Linked DNA regions of Sus scrofa: region 1 is linked to region 2. A link is a contact called in public HiChIP or PLAC-seq data. All regions are on one chromosome and are shown on one strand. The core of a region is the stretch at or near the end of the contact, and the rest is flanking DNA. Distances in the headings are between cores, read along the strand shown.

Evidence for each region. HiChIP or PLAC-seq counts read pairs in DNA pulled down with a chosen protein or histone mark.
Region 1: an H3K27ac HiChIP or PLAC-seq map of alveolar macrophages shows a contact between it and region 2. The contact joins two enhancer-like sites. A contact is called at or near these places in 1 of 47 Hi-C or Micro-C datasets (mesenchymal stem cells) and 2 of 2 datasets of contacts at active chromatin or transcription factors (alveolar macrophages and skeletal muscle).

The regions. Positions count from the first base shown.
Region 1 is chr4:12,107,418-12,111,595 of Sscrofa11.1, forward strand. No RefSeq gene overlaps it. Among named protein-coding and RNA genes, the nearest start is that of MYC, 350 kb to the right of the region's middle. Within about 2 kb of position 1,719, at least 18 of the 83 cell types and tissues checked have an H3K27ac peak or open chromatin away from gene starts, as enhancers often do. A contact at or near this core is called in alveolar macrophages, where this site is marked.
Region 2 is chr4:10,923,100-10,927,681 of Sscrofa11.1, forward strand. No RefSeq gene overlaps it. Among named protein-coding and RNA genes, the nearest start is that of FAM49B, 450 kb to the left of the region's middle. Within about 2 kb of position 2,827, at least 5 of the 83 cell types and tissues checked have an H3K27ac peak or open chromatin away from gene starts, as enhancers often do. A contact at or near this core is called in alveolar macrophages, where this site is marked.

The DNA of each region.
Region 1 (4,178 bases), core at 469-2,968, 1.2 Mb after region 2:
AGCCAGTTCTTGATAATAATAGGTCGCCTCCACATAATAACAGCTCTGGTTTATAGAGCACTTTCACAGACATTATCTCACTTGATTCTCACAGTAAGTGGAGAGCCGGGGGAGGAGGCACCCGGGTCAATTAGCATTAACCCCACCCTTTCGAATAACTTTTGGTGGCTCAGAGAGGTTAAGTGATTTGCCCAAGATTACAAAACCAGTGAGTAGTGGGGCTGGGAATGCAAGTTTTATGACTCCCACTTCTGTGCCTCAGCTCCCTCCCTTAGAGCTCGTTTTTTGGAAAGGGAGAGTGATTCTTTCTGCCTATGGAGAAGGTTATGTCTGCATGCCCATTAGCTCCTAACCACTGGGAAGTCAAGGCTAGAAGAGGATGCCTGAGTGGGTGGGGCACAAAATGGGAGAGTATTGAATGCCAAGCCAGGGGATACTGATAGCAAGGAAACATGCTCTCAGTGTGTGCCCGGGCTGCGGGGGCGGGGAGGGGGGGGGAGCTGGATGTACAAGATGCAAGGAGATGCTAGTACATCTCTGTACCCAGCGGGATTGGATTAGGGTGAAGTACGGGGAGAGGAAAGAAGATGAGCTCCACACAAGACTAAGGGGTTGCTGGGTGGACCTGTCCTTCAACAGAGTCTAAAGCCCACCTAGGCTTCAGCAAGTGGAGTTCCCATGTTGTGGCTCAGTGGGTTAGGAACCTGACGTTGTCTCTCTGAGGACGTGGGTTTGATCCCTGGTCTCATTCAGCGGATTGTTTCCAGCATTGCTGCAAGCTGCAGCGTAGGTGACAGAGGCGGCTCAGATCCGGCTTTGCTGTGGCTGTGATGTAGGCCTTGGCGGCCATTCCAATTCAACCCCTAATCTGAAAAGTTCCATGTGCCACAGGTGTGGCCAATAAAGTAAATAAAGAGATAAAAATTTTTTTAAAGGGAAGAAAAAGCAAATTCCACAAACAGCACCCCCAACTTTGAGTAGGGACCTTCAGGTAAAGGGTGTGTGCTCTGGTGCCTGTTCGTGTCACCAAAGGGGTGACAGGAAGAAAGACCTGAGGTGCTGTGTCTGGACAATGCAATGAAATCCACAAAGCAGAAACCAGCTCACATGTCCCTGCCAGGCCCCGGGTCTGGCAGCAGATCAGGAAGCTTGTGTGAGGTTCCCGTTTCGGGAGCGGTTGAGCTGTGTCTCTCCAACCCCTGAGGACCACAGAAAGGAACTTTGCCAGGATGATCCACAACAGCGCCCCCAGGAAGGAAGGAAGGAAGGAGGGAGGGAAAGGTTTCTGGGGATCCTGCAGGAGATGGCCCTGTGGACAACATCCTGAAGTGGTGCCACTCAGGGCACGTGAATGTCCAACCGCAGGCACCCTGGGCACTTCCTGCAAACCTGCTGCACTGCAGATCCTATGCAAAGCCCTTTATGCTTAACCCTGTTCTGTCCTAGCAACACTGTTTCATTATGTTGAGGAAATTGGAGCCCAGAGTGGCTTCGCTCTCTGTTCAAGGTCACATAGGCAGTGAACTACAAAAGGGAGATTTTTCTGGGAGGTTTAAAAGCTCCGCATCCATGTCCTTCCCACTCCCCGCAAAACCTTGTGAGCCTGTGTGCTTGAAATAGCACAGCAGGGAGAGGAGAGGAAGGGGATGTGGGGCAGGGTGGAAACTGTGTCTTGAGCCACCGCCCTGACTCACTCTCCTTAATAAGCATCTAATGACAGCTGAAGTGTCTGCCTTGGGGGAGTTGGGTTTCTAGAATAGTACTGCGGAGGGGAATCCAGACTGGCTGTGACTGGGGCATGAATCAGCATGGCGACTTCTAGGGCAAAGAGGAAGCCTTAATTAACAGCAGCCCCGGATGCAAAAGGAACAGCATCGAGGCTGTCTGACAAGCCAGGCTCAAAGGGACTACATCCTGGGTCCCTGTTTCCATCTCCAGGCTTATTTCGAAGTACTTCCTAGGACAAGCTGTTTGCCACCAAGCCTTCCTACAGGTCACCGCTACCAGGATCCCCCTCCAGCCTCGATCTTTGCTCCCAAAATGTTCTCCACTGGGAATATTCTCACCCTCTTCTCTGACCCATACCCTCTGGGGGCAGGTAACATAGTAGTTTGGGATTAACAGATACATGCTACTATATACAAAGCAGGTAAGCAACAAGGACCTACTGTATGGCCCAGAGAACTGTACTCAGTATCTTGTAAAAACATACAATGAAAAAGAATCTGAAAATGTATGTGTGTGTGTATATGTATATATATATGATATATATTTTTATATTTATATATATTTTATCAAATATATATTATATTTATATATATTTTATAAAAAATATATAATATATATGAATCAGTTTGCTGTACATTTGAAACTAACACAACATTCTAAATTAACGACACTTCAGAGTTTCCGTCGCGGTGCAGTGGTTAATGAATCTGACCAGGAACCATGAGGTTGCAGGTTCCATCCCTGCCCTTGCTCAGTTGGTTAATGATCCGGCGTTGCCATGAGCTGTGGTGTAGGTTGCAGATGCAGCTCGGATCCCGTGTTGCTGTGGCTCTGGCGTAGGCTGGTGGCTACCGCTCCGATTCGACCCCTAGCCTGGGAACCTCCATATGCCTCGGGAGTGGCCCAAGAAATGGCAAAAAGACAAAAAAAAACAATTAATTAATTAATGACGCTTCAATTAAAAAAAAAAAAGCTGAGTCCAAATCTCTCTTTCCACGAGATCTCACTATCCTGGCCTGCCCACTGTTGGGTTGATTGAATCATTCCTTTGGACACGATTTACTAAGCATCTCCCATTCCTGGACACTTTGGGAAACATTAGGATGCGATGACAGAAGACAGTCCCCGCCTTTGTTGCCTCATAGGGAATTACACGGCAATAGAGTGTAAGAAGAGTACCAATAAGAGCTTGAAGGATGCTTCACTGTTACAGAAACGCTTGTGTTTTCTGGGCTATGGAGGAGTCGGGATGCCTTCTAGAAGGAGGCAGCACCCCAGACATGTTTTGAACGATGGGTGAGATAAATGAAAAGCTACTTACTTAGACTCAAGAGATCTGGTTGGGTTCTAGCCAACACTCCACCTCTGTCTCTGCGGACCTGGAGCAGGTCCTCTCACCTCTTTGAAACTCATGAAGGGGCTGGACTGGCACAGCAGCCAACATCTCGCCTGCTCCTGCTCTGATCTCCGTATGGACTGACCCCCTAATTATTACTCATCTCACGTCTTGGGTCTCCAAGCCTCGATTTCTTTGTATGTCAAATGGAGATGCTAATAAGCCTTGAGACTCTAGAAAATCCAACAGAAGAATGTGTGGGGAAGTGCTGAGTGCTGGAATGGTGCTTCTTTCCTTCCAAGGATGGACACACCATATAAACATCATAATTCTTGCCAGATTAAGCTTCACTTGTCTCCCTCCCTCCCTCTCTCTCTCTCTCTCTCTCTCTCACACACACACACACACACACAATTGTTATCCCCAAATATCAGAATATTTTCCTCCTTCTTCCTATGAAAACACTGAACTCAGTCCAAAGCCCTCTCCATCCAAACCCCTGGCAGCATCCGTCCCACCACAGGACAATTTAATTCATCTCTTCCTTTTGATATTAATTAAGGGATCTGCTTATCGGCTCCTCACCACAACTCAGCCACCTACTACCATAAGTGAACACCATTTCGGGGTCCTACCTTCGGAGTGTCTGTCCCCCATGTCACCGTAGACCTCCTGTTCTCGGCGGTGTACCTTGTCGGTGAAGCTGCCATGATTGTCACAGCACCACTTACGGAATGCCTGCTCTGTGTTCAGGCCCCTGACCGCCTCTCACCACCCCTCACGACAGCTCTGTCTGTGAGCTGGGGATTAAGATCCCCCCTCACTAATAGTAATTGTTATCACAAAGGGACCTCTTGCTATGTGCCGGGCATGGTATCCAGTATCTGATAAGTATAAACTCTTTCATCTTTGCTACAATATGATGAGCAGGAACTTTGTTAGCTCCATTTTACAAGTAAGGATACCAGAGCATGACTTAAAGTCACAAGTTTAGCAACAGAGAAGCTGGGATTCAAACCTGCCTCTGTCAAGTGAGACAAGACCTAATGCGGACCTAAAGTCAGGATTTGGAGTGAAAAATAGACATTGCTCCCCTGTCACCCTGAAGGGTGGA
Region 2 (4,582 bases), core at 1,577-4,076:
TTTTAATCTAAAAATTTTCATTGATATTTCCAGTGGCAAAATTAGAGGAGACCTGTGTGCGTATGTGTGGTTTCTCTGCTGGGGAGTAACTTGGAAACCATTGCAAGCTGATGATAGCAGCCGTTACAATTTGACTAGTCTGGCGTGAATTTTTCCCAAAGATATGCAACACTGATCATCCGAGGACGACTCACTTACCGAAAAAAAAAAAAAATTAAATTTTTTAAAAAAAGGAAAGAAAAAACTGATCTTGAAGGAAAGGGAAGGGCTGAAGCAAGCCTGCAAGGTTTTTTTTTTTTTTTTTTTTTTTTTTTTTTTAATGGCCCAAATTTCCTTCTGCAAGAGCTACCTTCTTGAAAGTGATACAGAAGGGCTGAGGTTCTATTTTTTTTTTCTTTCTTTCTTTCTTTTTTTTTTTTTTTTTTTAAAAAGCATGGTCTTGGGAAATTGCAAAAGCTGAACAGAAAGTATGAAATCTGGAAGTTTAAAAAAGGCACACAACCTCTCCAAAGTGGCCAAAAAAAAAAAAAATGATACTGAGAAGCAGAGGATATTCGCTCTCTTGTAATTGTTCCAAATCTCACTCCTTTAGTCCACTGTTCTTTTCCTTATGACCTTAAGAAATAAGAAAGCTTGCCAATTATTGACCCAGGAACTTTCTCATAAATGCTCCTTGGGTATCATGAGAATTTTTCTTGTAATTTATCATGAATAACAAAGGTCCAGAGAGAACTGCCCTGAGAAGAGCCAGTCACATGGTCGTATCACTTGATGTGCCGGAGATGCTGGCGGATGTAACTGAGTGGGGTTGCAGACAGGTTCACTCTGGGGCATGTGGAAGCTGTCCGGCTTCATCCAGGTGTCACGTGCCGAGCAAAGTCACCTGAGGTTACCTCGGTTTTATTTCCGGAATGGGCTTTTCTGGAGGACCCGAGTGGACCCCTCACTGGTCTAGATCCAGAGTCAGTTGCTAACTCTGCTGTTTTAGTAGCTGCATGGCCTCAGACATCGCTTTAGGTCTCTGCTCCTCAGAATTTCTCAGATGTAAAATGGAAATGCATGACAGCTGGCTACCTCATTTGGTGGTTGCGAAAATTAAATGAGGAAATAGAGGCAAAGTATTTGGCATGCAGTGAATGCTGTTATTGTTCTTTTTCTGCTTTTAGTAGACCCAGTAGCTATGTGGAGGTCGATAAGTGTTTTGTTTTTGTTTTTGTTTTGATGGCCACACCTGTGGTTGTTTCTGGGCTAGGAGTCGAATTGGAGGGGCAGCTGCCAGTCTACACCACAGCCACAGCAGTGCCAGATCTGAGCTCCATCTGTGACCTACACCACAGCTCATAGCAACACTGGATCCTTTAACCCACTGAGTGAGGCCAGGGATCAAACCTGCATCCTCATGGATACTTGGTTGGATTCTTGACCTGCTGAGCCATGACAGGAACTCCGAGGTTGATAGGTTTTTAAGCCAAGAATACATGAATACCTACTGTGAGCAGGATGTGCACACTGACTCAAGGGGATGGGAGGATGCTGGGGGCTCACACTTGTTCATTGTCTACTGGGTGTCAGGCACTGTGCTAGACCCTCTCCTGCATGTCATGTTTAATTCTTAGGGTAGCCTGTGAGTGGGAGTTATCACTCACTCTCTCTCTCTCTCTCTCTCTCTCTCTCTCTCTCTCATTCACTCACTCTCTCCTCTCTCTCATCCTCTTTCATGGATTAGGAAACAGGTTTAGGGAGTTTCTTACCTTCCTCCAGTTCTGCAGCCAAGCAAGTGGCTGCTTGGGAAAGACATTCAACTTTCCCTCTAGTTTATTGTGCAACTGACCAAGTTCACAATCTCAGACATGTATTTTAGGAAGTTCCCTACAGATGGACGCTATCTAATTGCTTTCATTCTTAACAATGGCTGGATCATAGGTTTTCTGATGTGCTGATTAACTGTGACCCCACTTGTAGCTCTCTTCTGCCTGAAGACAGTGTTTGTCCCCCAGCCTTTATGACATCAAGAGCAGAAAGCTGCCTTTTGAGGCCTCTGCCCTGCATGCAAGGCAGAGAGACAAAGAGATGGTGAACAAGGCTCTTGGCTGAAAGCATTTAGATTTAGCCAAGTTCTTTTTCAAGTTTTCCAAGCCTTCCTTCCCTTGACACCTCTGTGCCTTTGCATGAGCTCATTCCTCTGTTTTACAGAGTCCTGCTCATCATCCTTCTATGTTCTGCTTGACTGTTTTTTTTTTCTTTCTATGTCAAGGCATTTTTTCATTCACAGGTAGAATGAAGCATTTCCTTCTTTTTCTTATATCTTAGCAGTTCTTGCAATGCAGTAAGTCTGATTGGTTCCCAGCCTGCTCCATTATGCTGGGAGATTCTTGAGGAATTGCGTCTTTTTCCTTTTAGTATCCAGTGCCTGGCAGGCACAAAAATTGGTATATTAATACTAGTAATTAGTGAATCAAAAGAGGCCCGCACTGGCCTCTGAATCATTGTGGTGTGTCTGAGAGCAGTGTTATCCTCTTAAGGGGCTAACCGTTTATGCCCACTTTCCCGGCCTTTGCCTGGTCTCAGCATCCTTGCTGTTACTCTTCTGTGGTCCAGGCCATCTCCGAATACCTCTCCCTGATGACTCTTTTGGTCCAAACTCTACCTCGACTGTTTATTTCTATTTTCTGCCTGGGACCCTTGGAAATCCTGCTTGAACTGGCTTGGCACTTGCCTCCCAGAGTGAATTGTTTAAAAAATAATCAGCGCGAGATACAAGTTGCTCAGATTACCGGCATTTGAGGAAGAGATACACATGCGTGCCAAAGCGAGAAACCATTCACGAAGCTGGGGGTGGGGGAGGGGATAGCAGTTGCAAAGGATATGCAAGCCACTTCCCTTTCTCCGGTGACTAGAAACTCTGGCAAAAGTTATCAGAACCATCATCTCTCTGATCATTCCTTTATCTGTGCGTTCATTCATTTGTCCTGTGGAGCCCAGATTACTGAAGGAGCCTCTCATGGTCTCTCTCCCTCTCTTTTGGCTCCTGTCTAGATTATCATCTAATGCAGCACAGACCATGACCTTTCTTCTTCTTCTTCTTCTTTTTCTTCTTCTTTTTTTTTTTTTTTTTGTCTTTTTAGGGCCGCACCTGCAGTGTATGAAAGTTCCCAGGCTAGGGGTCCAATCAGAGCTGCATCTGCTGGCCCACATCACAGCCATGGCAACATGGGATCCGAGCTGTGTCAGCACCTTACACCACAGCTCATGGCAGTGGTGACTCCTTAACTCCCTGAGCAAGGCCAAGGATCGAACCCCTGTCCTCATGGATACTAGTCAGGTTTGTTGCTGCTGAGCCACAATGGGAACTCTGACTATGATTTTTCTACGGTTTCCCATTATACACAAGATAAAAGGAAAAGCTCCTTGGCATGGCATCTAAGATCGGTGATCTAGTCTCTGCTACTGGAGCCCTCTCATCTCCTGGAGCTCTAAACCTGGCCCCAGCAATATTGGACTCTTAAGAACACCTACGAAATGCCAGTTTATTTTGTCTCCAGGCTTTTTTTTTTTTTTTTTTTTTTGTCTTTTTACCTTTTCTAGGGCTACTCCTGCGGCATATGGAGGTTCCCAGGCTAGGGGTCTAATCGGAGCTCTAGCCACCAGCCTACGCCAGAGCTACAGCAACGCCAGATCCGAGCCACGTCTGTGACCTACACCACAGCTCACAGCAACGCCGGATCCTTAACCCACTGAGCAAGGGCAGGGATTGAACCCGCAACCTCATGGTTCCTAGTCGGATTCGTTAACCACTGAGCCACGACGGGAACTCCATTGTCTCCAGGCTTTTCTGTGTGCTGCTCTGTCTTCTTGATTTCTTTCTGTTCTTCTCTTACTTAGTTTTCAAAACTCATCTCAGCTTTATCTCCACTGTAAGGTTTTCTCTGATACTTCCAATCTAAAGGCGCTATGAGCCACTTGCAGCAACATGGATACAACTAGAGAGTCTCATACAAAGTGAAGTAAGTCAGAAAGAGAAAGGCAAATACCATATGATATCACTCATATGTGGCATCTAAAATGTGGCACCCATGAACCTATGTACAGAATAGAAACAGACTCAAGACATGAAGAATAGACTCGTGGTTGCCAAGTGGGAGAGGCGGGGTGAGAGGTGGGTTGGGAGTTTGGGGTTAGTAGATGCAAACAATTACATTTGGAGTGGATAAGCAATGAAGTCCTGCTGTATAGCACAGGGAACTATATCTAGTCTCTTGGGATAGACCATGATGGAAGATAACATGAGAAAAAGAATGTATAAATATGCACAATTGGGTGACTTTGCTGTATAGAAGAAATTGACACAACATTGTAAATCAACTATACTCTAATTAAAAAAAAACAAAGGAGCTATGAGTCCTTTTCTCCACTCTAGTATTGAAGGCACAGACCCGTCATCGCTCTGACCCTATTGGGCTGAATGTGCTTGACATTTATCTTTCTCCCTACTTGTCTGTGAACTTCTCACAGTCAAAGCCCATATATTCATCCTTACAAGAGCAGTTCACGATGACGTATAGTAGGCACTAAATAAATGCAT